Linked DNA regions of Mus musculus: region 2 is linked to region 1. A link is a contact called in public promoter capture Hi-C data. All regions are on one chromosome and are shown on one strand. Each heading gives the region's core, a stretch centred on a gene start, on an enhancer-like site or on the middle of the called end of the contact. The rest is flanking DNA. Distances are from core to core; before and after follow the strand shown.

Evidence for each region. Promoter capture Hi-C pulls out the DNA fragments that hold promoters and counts their contacts.
Region 2: a promoter capture Hi-C map of pre-B cells shows a contact between it and region 1, with 4 times the contacts expected there. The contact joins the promoter of Ankrd55 here to the promoter of 4930526H09Rik in region 1. A contact is called at or near these places in 3 of 39 promoter capture datasets (liver and pre-B cells).

Annotation. Positions count from the first base shown.
Region 1 is chr13:110,901,746-110,907,216 of GRCm38.p6, forward strand. 4930526H09Rik (RIKEN cDNA 4930526H09 gene) reads right to left here and starts at 2,101. Exons shown (of 3, transcript NR_131194.1): 1 at 1,624-2,101. Gm38397 (predicted gene, 38397) reads left to right here and starts at 1,754. Exons shown (of 5, transcript NR_131193.1): 1 at 1,754-1,782; 2 at 2,022-2,079; 3 at 2,333-2,498; 4 at 4,419-4,885; 5 at 4,973-5,471.
Region 2 is chr13:112,285,642-112,291,112 of GRCm38.p6, forward strand. Ankrd55 (ankyrin repeat domain 55) reads left to right here and starts at 2,810. Exons shown (of 11, transcript NM_029898.3): 1 at 2,810-3,341. The coding sequence starts at 3,287.

The DNA of each region.
Region 1 (5,471 bases), core at 851-3,350:
TGATATTTATAATTCAAAAGGAAATAAGCTTTTGAAGTGAACTCTGTTTTCAAAAAACCTAAATATTAGGAAACTGAGATGACCTGATTTAGAAATATATCAACTCTTGTCAAGTATTTTGTGTATGTGTATTTATGTATGCATATGTGTATATAGGTGTGTGTATGTATATATGTATGGGTATATATTTGTGTATGTGTATATTTATGTGTTGTGTATCTATATGTATGTGCATGTATGTGTGTATATGTACGTAAATGTATGTGTATATTGTTCTATGTGTAGGTGTGTTTATGTATATGTGTGTATGTATGTGTATGTGCATGGATGTATATGCATGTTTATATATGGGTGTGTTTGTTTATGTGATGAAGACAGTACACCCCTCAGCTACAGACTAATACTGGCTGTGGTCTGCTGGGGTTGGGGAAATCACTGTCTTCACTAAAGTGTCCACTAGTAAGTTATTTGTGTTCCAGTGCTCACTGGTTAAATGCAGACAGCCATGAACCAAAGCCAATCATTACCAAAGCCTTAAGTCACACAAGCAGAATGGGGACTAGGAGTTTAGGAGGAGTGCCTGTGGGGGTGGAGAGAAGGTAGGAGCTGTAGATGACAGTTAGCATCTGTTCCTATTAAGAGTGAACCTTCCACAGTCCTTTATTCCACCAGAGGTCTGTTAGCAGTAAGTTAATTTTAGGAATAGTAGTGAGAACCACTTCTTTAGACACGAAGTTCTATTCTCAATCAAATTTCATACCACATAGCCAGACTTATCAAACGTGATGGGTTTTACTAAGAATGTCACAAATCGCACAGACTTGTTCTCTGATCCGTTGGCATCATTCCATAGCCCATGCATCTCTCTGCCCCTTTATTTCCCTGGAGTAGGTGAAATCTTCCCATCTCATGTTCTTCCAGGGTTCTAGAAGCTATTTGAGGATGGAGAGTTAACAGCTGACGCTCTGACACCTTGGCCATAGCTGTCTATGATGACTCTGTGTCTTACATAGTCTTCATTGCATTCAAGACGAGCCATGCAACAGTTGTAGGAAACAAACCATCATTTTCATATTTTTGCATTCCTGAGGATTAAGTGTAAGACATTGCACATTCTAAGCAAGCAAGCACTTTGCCCACAGAACTTCACCTTTAGCCCTGAATTGCGGGAGAAAAAGGCTAAAGAGGAAGATAAGAGCCAGACAAAAAAACTTGACTTCCGTGATAAAATTCTTGGGCTTGATACACAGTGACAAGGAATTATTTTTTGGCTTAAACAGGAGCCAAATCTGTTTGTTTTAGACCATCATTCTGTCTAAAGTATGAAAGAAGAAACGGAAGGAGACTATCACTGTTGTGTCAGGAACGTCTGTGAGGACATGTGTACATGTATGTCTGTACCATAAGTAACAGTACAAGAAGGAGAAGGAGAAGGTAGAGGCTCAGCTGGAGCAGCGGTCCTTTGTATCTGAAAAGAGAACTCGCTTCTCTGCTCTGTGCTGAAAAGAGCCTCTGGGTTAGCAGGTTTCTGGTTAGCTTTGCCCAGAAATATTTACTGTCAGCAGCCTGAAAAACAGAAAACTTCAGGATGTTTCTCTCTCTAAGGCCTCAGATGACACTTACAGCAGCAGTTGTATTTCCTCTTTGGCTTCAGCTGCCTCTGTGCACGCATGCTCCAGTCCTGGCTGCAGTCCAGGGATCCCACCCTTGGCTGTGGAAACACTACTTCCTCTCTTTGTCCACACAGCCCAGCGCTGATTATAGCTTCCTGCTACAGCTAACGTGAGTGGCCTTGTCTTCTGTTTGGCATCTCACCTTTTCCATCATCCAAACCAGCAATGCTCTGAGGACCAATCTTTCTCTCACCCAAGATAGATTTCAAAGGTGTTCTTTATCAGATGGACCCCAACTGATACAAGAAGGGGCACATTTCAGAAACACGTAGGAATCAGAACTTTGGGAACTTTTTGAATATATCCTTTCTGACCTAACTTCAAGTTGGCCTCCTGTGTTGCTAACAGATGTATGCTGTATTGATTCCTCAGTCTTGTGGCTATACCTTCACTACAGCCATCCATGGTAAGCTAGTAACCTTAGAAATAAGAGATCAAAAGCAACAGGATGCTTGTATAAGAGGCAGACGAGGCTCTGCAGGGCTGACATGCCATAGAAGCCAATCATGTTCTGGATCTCCCAGGACTCAGACTTCCAGAACAAGAAACCTGTCACAAAGGCCAGATCCAAATGGCTCAGCTATCAGGACTTGACTAGGATCATCATGCGTGGTAACCTAACAGAAGGACGTTTTAAAACACTTCCTTTGGTCTTGCAGAATCCCGACAAAGGAAGGCCAGTTTTGAGTGTCAGTAAGAAGATAAATGTGAAGCGCATAGCTGCCTGCGCCACAGAAACCAGCACAGCGCGAGGACAGAATGGAGCATACGCAGTGAGCCTCACCACTTCAGAGACTTAAACAAACTGGAGGCATGCTCTGTAAGGTGATGGAGGTGTGGTGATGTGGCTGGAGCTCCAAAGCAGAGAGCTTACAGGAGAGCGGTCACCTCTCTCTGGAGAGCAGAAGCATTGTGGCCTTTGAGCTACTCGTGGGTGTTATCATGAGCTTCCTCTATCACTGTATCATTCATAAGCTTGCTTTCCAAATTGTTTCAGATTTACAAAAATGCCGCCAAGGTGGTATAGACTCCAGTGATTCTCAACTTGTGGATAGCAACCTCTTTGGAGGGTCATATGTCAGATATCCAGATAGATACTTACATCGTGATTCAAAACAGTAGCAAAATTAGTTATGGAGTAGCAATGAACTAATTTTGTCATGGGATTCACCACAGGGGGAGTTGAATTAAAGGGTCTGCAGCTTTAAGAAGGTTAGGAATCACTGGTATAGAGGATGTCTTTATTTCCCTCTATTCTGTCTGTGGTTAATATTTTACTGTCATATATTCGTCACAGTTTTTTTAAGTCAGTACATTACTGTTAAATAAACTCTTCACTTAATGTGAAAGTCACTAGTACCACCCCTCCCTTCCCCAGGATACCACTGAAGGGTTAAAAGTCTCAGGTAGACTGAGAAAATCCAGACTGGAAACTTGACTGGTAATAACACCTGGCTTCTATTAAGATAGATAACACACTAACCTCCTTTGGTGTTTTCCGCTGGGACCCTGCAGGGGAACTGACCTCAGATAGAAGCTTCTATCCCCAAAGTCATTCCTCTTTCCTATAAAATCCCCTAGCCCACTGTGCTAATGTAAGTAGCTTCCATTCACTCAGAGAGACCTCTCCCCTTCAGCTGTTCAGATTAAAGGGCAATTCTGCTTCTATATACAGAATATATATTTATATATGGTCTGTCTCCTCTTTCTTTTAACTCTGTGCTGCCTCTATCAATCTGGATCTAACTACCATCACCTTAACAGTTAGAAACATTTTAACTTTATTTTCAATCTATACTAATTGTTAAGGAGAAAAGGAACACCCTGAGAACTTTCCACAATCATGACTATTGTTCCAAACTCTAGGGATCTTCCTACAGAAAGGACATGCTGAGCTCGTTCAGTTGTGACAGTGTCTAAGGGTACAACAAAGAAACTGAGACTGACAGTCACAGGACGGAAATCAAACCCTGTGGTTTTTATCTATGCATCTTGGGAAAAATATATAATGTCTAATTCCTCTTAGGCTTCAGCTCTCTCATCTCTAAAATGAAAGGTGATAAATTACAAATAAGTCTCAGAGTTGTTTTTGCTTTGCATTTTCTAGTTGCTAAAGATGCCAAATACTTTTAAAAGTGTTTATTGCTCACTTGTGCGGATGTGAGGAAAGAGGAACCTTTATTCACTGCTGGTAGGCGTATAAATGAGTGCAGCCTCCATGCAAATCAGTGTGGTGATTAAACATGAAAATAAACAAACTCAATCTACAACAAGGAGCACCATCACACCCAGCTAGGCTACTCCTGAGCACTTCCCCAGAGGACTGTAAGTCGCCTATTACTGTTCCACTATTCACAATAGCTAAGAGAATGGACCAATTCAGATGTCCATCTATAGATGAATGGAGTCAAATTTGAAAAAGAGCGAGGAGGGATACCAGGGAGACCTTGAGGGGAGGAAATGGCTGAGGGAAATGATGTAACTATCATGTCAAAATAAAAGATGATTTTATAAAAGAAAAAGAAAACAAATTTTAAAATGTGGTTAATACAGCAAAATAGACTTTCTCTTACCCATAAGAAGACTAAGACAGTGATACTTGCAGGAAGATGGATGGTACTGGAAATTATTATGTTAAGTGAAGCATCTCAGAGTCAGAAAGACAACCACATGTACTAATCTCATTAGTAGATTCTTGATTTTAATTTTTTGTCTCTCTCTTTTTTTTTTTGTATGGGAATACAGATTGGAAAACTAAAAGAAGGATAATGGGGAAGTAAGTCCTGAAGTGGGAGTAGAGAGGAAGACAGGGATGGAAGACATCCAACAGAAAGGGCAACTACTGGCATGGGAAGGACCATCAGAATGGGACCAAAACCAAGAGGATAATGGGAGATGGGGATCAAGAAGAGTGTGCATGGAAACACCACAATGAAGCCTATAACTTCTTACACTCTTTATAAGAACAATTGTAAAACAATGTAACTCACTTAGAACTATGCCTGTGTATGTAGGAAGCATGGAGTTCATCTCAGTTGACATCACCATTGCTGTCTGGTTCTAGGCTATGCTATGGTTTCTTCTCTTGGACATAGATTCTATTGTATGTTCCATTTCTATCTTTACTTCCAGACTGCAGTCTTGATGAATTCAAGGATACTCCTATCTAATTCATAGTAGTTCCTCAGGAAATAATACCTTAGTTGTTTTACATGCTGAACACAAAGCCTTTAAAACGTGTGTGTGTGCGTGTGTGTGTATGTGTGTGTGTGCACAGACACACACACACACACACACACACACACACACACAGTTTAAAATATTGAAGGAAGAGAAAGTAAATGAGATCCAGATAAAACAGTAGATGGAATGAAAAATTTAGAGAAAAGGGGGTGGATTTAAAACTCAAACAGAAACAAAATACTTTAGTCCAAGTATTGGACAATTTAAAAATCATACATACTTGTGTATACAAAGCATAATAGTTTGAAATGTGCAATGACTGAGCTCATTAACATGTATGCTACCTTCCCTTTTTTAGCTCTCAGAGGTAAGGACATATAAAATCTACTTTCTTAGCAACATTCAAAACTGCAATTCATTGTCACTAACTACTGTCACTATATCGTGTGACAGAGACCTTAAATGCATTCCACTTTGTTTACTTTGTTTCCCAGCCCTTACTCTGTGACCCTTCATCCCTGCTCAAGATTACACTGGATTTCTTACTGAGTGTGGTGGTCTACACCTCTAATCCCAGTTGGGAGGCTAAGGCAGGAAGATCACAAGTTTGAAGCC
Region 2 (5,471 bases), core at 1,560-4,059, 1.4 Mb after region 1:
AGAGAAAGAATAAGAGTGAATATAATCAACGTATATGATATTCATGAATTAAAGTGTTAGTACAAAATATACTATATGTTCTAATAAAGATAACACTACAAAAAGTACAAAGCAAAATGCACCAAAACTTTAAATGCCCTTTAGAGCATATACTGTTTTCCTACCATTAAGTGCTAAGTTGCTTACCTGTCCACTGGTTTTTTTCTCCCTCTCCCATTAGGTTGTGAATATACACTTCCCAGGAGAGGGGCTAGCCTGCAAGGAGCACCAGAGAGCTTTAAAAGTGATAGAAATATTCTATATCTTGATTGCAGTAGGACATTACACCCTCACTCAAAATGAACTGGAAAATACATTTAAAAAAAAAAAAACTAACCTTTTTAGAAGCCCAGAAAAGTGACTGAATGATAACCATGAATTCTCATAAGAAGTTGGTTCCCATGCAACAGATTAAAAGGCAGAGCTCCAAAAAATCATGACGTTTGCCCAAGCCACACCTATATAACACACTCAAGCCCTCGTCTTCGGTCTGCCTACCTGCCTCTCTTCAGAATGAGTCCCTTACAAACTAACAGCCATACTTTGGTTTGGGTCATGATAAATGCTTTCACAGAAATCTACTAACTGGAGAGATAATATTTTGAGAGTCCTCTGTGTTAATTTCTTGAAGCTGCTGTAAGAAAATTATCACAAACTTGGTGGCTTCCAATAACCAACCAAAACTTACTATTTCACAGTCTGGAAATCCAAAGTTGAAAATCAAGGTGCTGCCAGAACCCAGCTCCCCCTCTAGGCTTTAGGAGACAATGGGTTCCTAAGTTCTTCCTGCTTTGGTGGCATAAGTGACAAATGACAGGAGGTTGTGTTGTTCCATGTTCTCCCCCACCCCCTTACCTCTGCATGTTCCTCTGAACAATAGAAACCACTGAGACACATTTCAAAGAGAGCTCCTTTATGTCGTTAGAGCTGAACAGACTCAGTTTGCCATCAAGGTCATGTTCATGGGTTCTGGGGCTTAAGGCGTGTATATCTTTTCAGGAGTCATTCTACAAACCACTGAGCCCACCCTGGTTCCATATAGCAGTGGGTTTGGAAACACTCCAGGCAACAGGCTAGAGTATCAGAAGGCTGACTTCAGCAGTTGTTCTTCTCCCAGTCCTGCTGTCCTACACCACCTAGCTCATCTGTCAACAATGTGTTGTATTTCTCCTCTGTATGCATGATGTGTGTGTTTGCTTGTGGGGTATATATATGTGTGGTATATATATATGTGTGGGTGACCATTTCAGCATACACATGTAGGGACCACAGTTGACATGAGTGTCTTTCTTGATTGCTCACCCTTTATATATTAAGGCACAGTCCCTCCATCAGATCCAGAGCTCACTGCTAGTCTAGCCATCCAGCTTGCTCCTGAAATCCTGTCTCCACCTCCCCAGCACTGAGATGACAGTCAAACTGCCACATCCTGGACTCTAAAAATGCTAAAGCAACAACTTGATCCACTGAGTTATCTCTCCAGCCTCTGCTTGTATTTTTAAATCAAATACTGCAGAGTATTTTGAAAGGAAGGAGCCCAAGTGGAAAAGAATAGCGATGAATAACATTGTTGGGTAAATAATAGTACTGCTGAGTCATAATAACAGTCCTGCTGAGTCATACTAACAGTCCTGCTGAGTCATAGTAACAGTACTGCTGAGTCATGGTTCTGTGAGGTGAATAACAGTGCTTGTGAGTGAGTGATATTACTAGTGAGTGGTAGCATTGTCATAGAGATGTGAGGCCCTTTTTTATGAAAAATAAATGACAGGCAAGTAGAAAATATGTGTCAAAAGATAAAAGAGAACTGCCTACAAAAGAACACAGAACATAGACTAGACCATTCTATATCAAAACAAATGTAAAGACTAAGAGTGTAGTTCAGTAGTTGACCACTTATCTAGTATATAATGTTTGGGTTTAATCTCTGTACTACAAAAAAAAAGTATTAATATAGCCATACGCAGAGGAAAAAAAGAAAACATTTCCAGCACTATGTCTAAAATCAAATATCTGTTAGTTAAAAAGAAAAGGGAGTTGCCATGATCAGTGACATACAAAAAGCCAGGTGCTATCACTCACCACCCAGGCTCTTGGAGGACAGATAGGAGAATCCTGGCTTCCTGCCAGCCAACCTAGGCACCCGGACAAGGCCTGGGTGTCAGGGAGAGACTCTCTCTGGAAAAAACAAGGAAGGTGATCCTGAAAAGAGATTCCTGATGGACCTGTGACATATACACGCTCAGGTGTGCACACATATAGATATAAAGCCAAAACCACAAAGGAAATGTCTTCATTTTGTAAAAACACAAACGAACTAGACAGATGTCTTCCCCTAGCAATAGACAGTACCACCGTATGCAAATAAGAGCAAGATTTCCCCCTCAGGTTTTTAACCCTAGAGGATGAATTTATTTGACTGCTTCTCGAAGCAGTATGGCTGGTGACTTGTCAGGCTTCATGCAGAATGCAGTAAGGCACAGCCTTGTGACTGCAGGCTGTTTGATTTAGTCTGCACAGATATTTGAACCTTGACCTTCAACCTTTCACTGCCCACCCTCAAAGTCTCTCTGACAGGAGGAGGTCACTGCAGGGAGCCTGAACCTCCCCCCATCCCCCCACCCCCAGCAGCAGTGCATAACTACTCAGCAGGGCACGTGGACTGCAGCCTCCTGCTACAATATTTACATCCTATTCCACTGAGATGGCCCGTCTCTGCTCACATGACCCAAATGCAGTTCTCACTCCACCAAGAACAAACAGCCAGCACGCAGTCTGCGCTGGCGGCTTTGCACATGCTCCGTCTGGCCCTGTGAATCTCACTCACTCATTGAGGTTTCTATTGGTTTAAAGCGACCTTCCAGTCGCCTCAGCCGAAGCTCTGAGATCTGCAGCATTTTCCTGGCCCAGATCCAAGGCAGGCACCCCCGTGAAGGCTGTCTTATTTTAGGGTTTGGGATGTTTTGTCTGTCTGCTTGGGGGAAGGGTATATAATACTCACACGTCAGTGTTGATGGTGAATGGGATTCTGAGAGTAACACTTCCTCCCCTGCAGAAAGAGTGTTTTTTATGTCTTTGCAAAGGTAGCCTTGAAGGCGCCCGGCAGATCTAACACACACTTAATTCTACAACGGGAGCTGACGCCAACGATGCTGAAGCTGACTGACGTTGGCTGCAGTGTGTGAAATGGTGTTTTCTCCTCTCCAGAGCCCTGACTGGGTTTTTTTTGCCGTTCTGATGGTAAACGATGAGACAGGCTACCATGGATTTCAGCACCTCTTCTGTGTTTGATCAGCACAAAGGTAACACGATGTTTTACCACTCCAATGGCGAAGAGATTTCCAGTTTGTAAGGAGAAGAGGAAAGGTGTGTGTGTGTGAGTGTGTGTGTGTGTGTGTGTGTGTGTGTGTGTGTGTGTGTGTGTGTGTGTGTGTGAAAACAAACCTGGTAAGGACTTGATAAGCTTTTAGGAAAAGAAAAGAAAAAAAAAGCTTACGGGCTTTCTGTCTTGCGGATGTATTCCTAGTCCTACTCTTTGGTTTGAGACATATCAGCTACTTTAGATAGTATCATCTTTATGTCATGTCATAAAGTATGTTAGAGAAAGCAATATCAGAATGCATACCGGGCCTCTTTCAGCCCGTAAATCTCATATTTCGTCACTTCAGCCATCACGAGGCACTGTGGATTCCCCTCCAAGAGAGACCTGACCCACAGACGGGTCCTGCTGATGCCACACCTCGTTCAAGACCGTGCAGTGACTTAATACTGTATTATTTAATTGCAATGGCAGAGTGGGTTTTTTCCCCCTACCCTTCATTTGCATACAGAAAGTCATCCTTCCACGGGCCAAGTAGGCTGTGAGATTCATTGCCATCATCAGACTCACAGCCTGTCAGTCTGTGTGAGTGTGGCTTTGCATGTGCTGTGTGCCTCCACACATGTATTTGTCATCTGTGTAATTAGACCATTTTTTCTATGTACGATGGAGGGGAATTCCCACACTTTAAATACAGCAGACCTTCCCAGAGCCTTTTAATGAAACGTACGGCATCTAACCCACTCGCCGCACTAGGATTCTGCAGCTTCTCAGAGCTTGGTTAGTTTCTTTCTTTCAGCTACACTATGAAATGGTGGCTTGCGGAAGCCTCATTAGCAATAGCCATTTCTTCTTTCTTTTTCCCAATTATCGATGCTTCAAGGCAAGGTCACCTCCTCTAGATCTGGCTTCGTGGCATGGGTAAATGATGTTTGCTCAATGGATTTCTCAAATAATAACATAGATTTAGATTCCTGAGGCAGATAGAGTCTTCTCCAATTCTTGCTCAGAGAGGGGGTAAAGAGGGAGAGAGAGAGAGAGAGAGAGAGAGAGAGAGAGAGAGAGAGAGAGAGAGAGAGATCGATCTTGAGAACATCTTGATTCACACTGAGTCTGTAGACAGGCACCACAGGAAGGGGGCTTACTGTAGTTCCCCCACCACCACCTCCTCTCCTCCCTGTACGTTTTGTTCCACTGATGGCAATCAGCAGAAGTGAGAGCTCTGCTTAGAATCAAGCTGCTTGTGCTGGTTAGAGAAGAGTGTTGCCAAGCCGCAGAATCACAGAGAAACACGGTGGTCATTTGGGAGACTAATCTGAGGGAGCAGGGACTGACTGCAGAAGAACAAGTCCTTCAAAACAAATGTATCTGTGCCAGCCTGGCTCTTTCTATCTGGAGTGAGCTTGGGAAATAACTAAAGTGCTGGTTTAGAATATTTTCTTGCAGCATCTTTTGTGGGAGCAATTCAGGGCAATTCTTCTACCTGATTCTTCCCATAATATTAACTCTAACTCTCTCTCTCTCTCTCTCTCTCTCTCTCTCTCTCTCTCTCTCTCTCTCTCCATCTCTCCATCTCTCACTCCTTTCTCTCTGATGGCAGCAGAGGTTTACACATTCATAGCTCTGAAAAGCAAATCAGTTCAGCTTTTCAGGCTCCACATTTTATCTGACCTCTCTGGACCTTCGCTTCCTTTGCAGTAAAATGATGGAAAAGCTGTTCACTGCAAAGATACATAATGGCATTTAAGCAGTTGCCCCCTTGTTGAGGCCCGGTGTTCCAAATCATGGCTGTGGCTGTTGCTGGTGATTTTAGTACCACTTGATCATCCCCTTGACCTCTAACTTAAATGTAACCGTCTCACTGAGGAGGTTCAGTTGCTGTTGGGTGGACTAGATTGCATACCTTCTTCAGTCAAAACCCCAAGGGGGCCTCTCAGAGTAAGTTCTGAGAGATAGTTGACAGAAATGATACCCACATAGTTCTATCACCACTCCCCAAGCCTTCCCCCACTGTAAAAGCACGGGAAAGCCTCATAACTTTTAAGGCATGAGTAGACTTCAATGTTATCTCATTTAGCAAACTATGGTTAAATGACTAAAAAGGTTGAGAAAT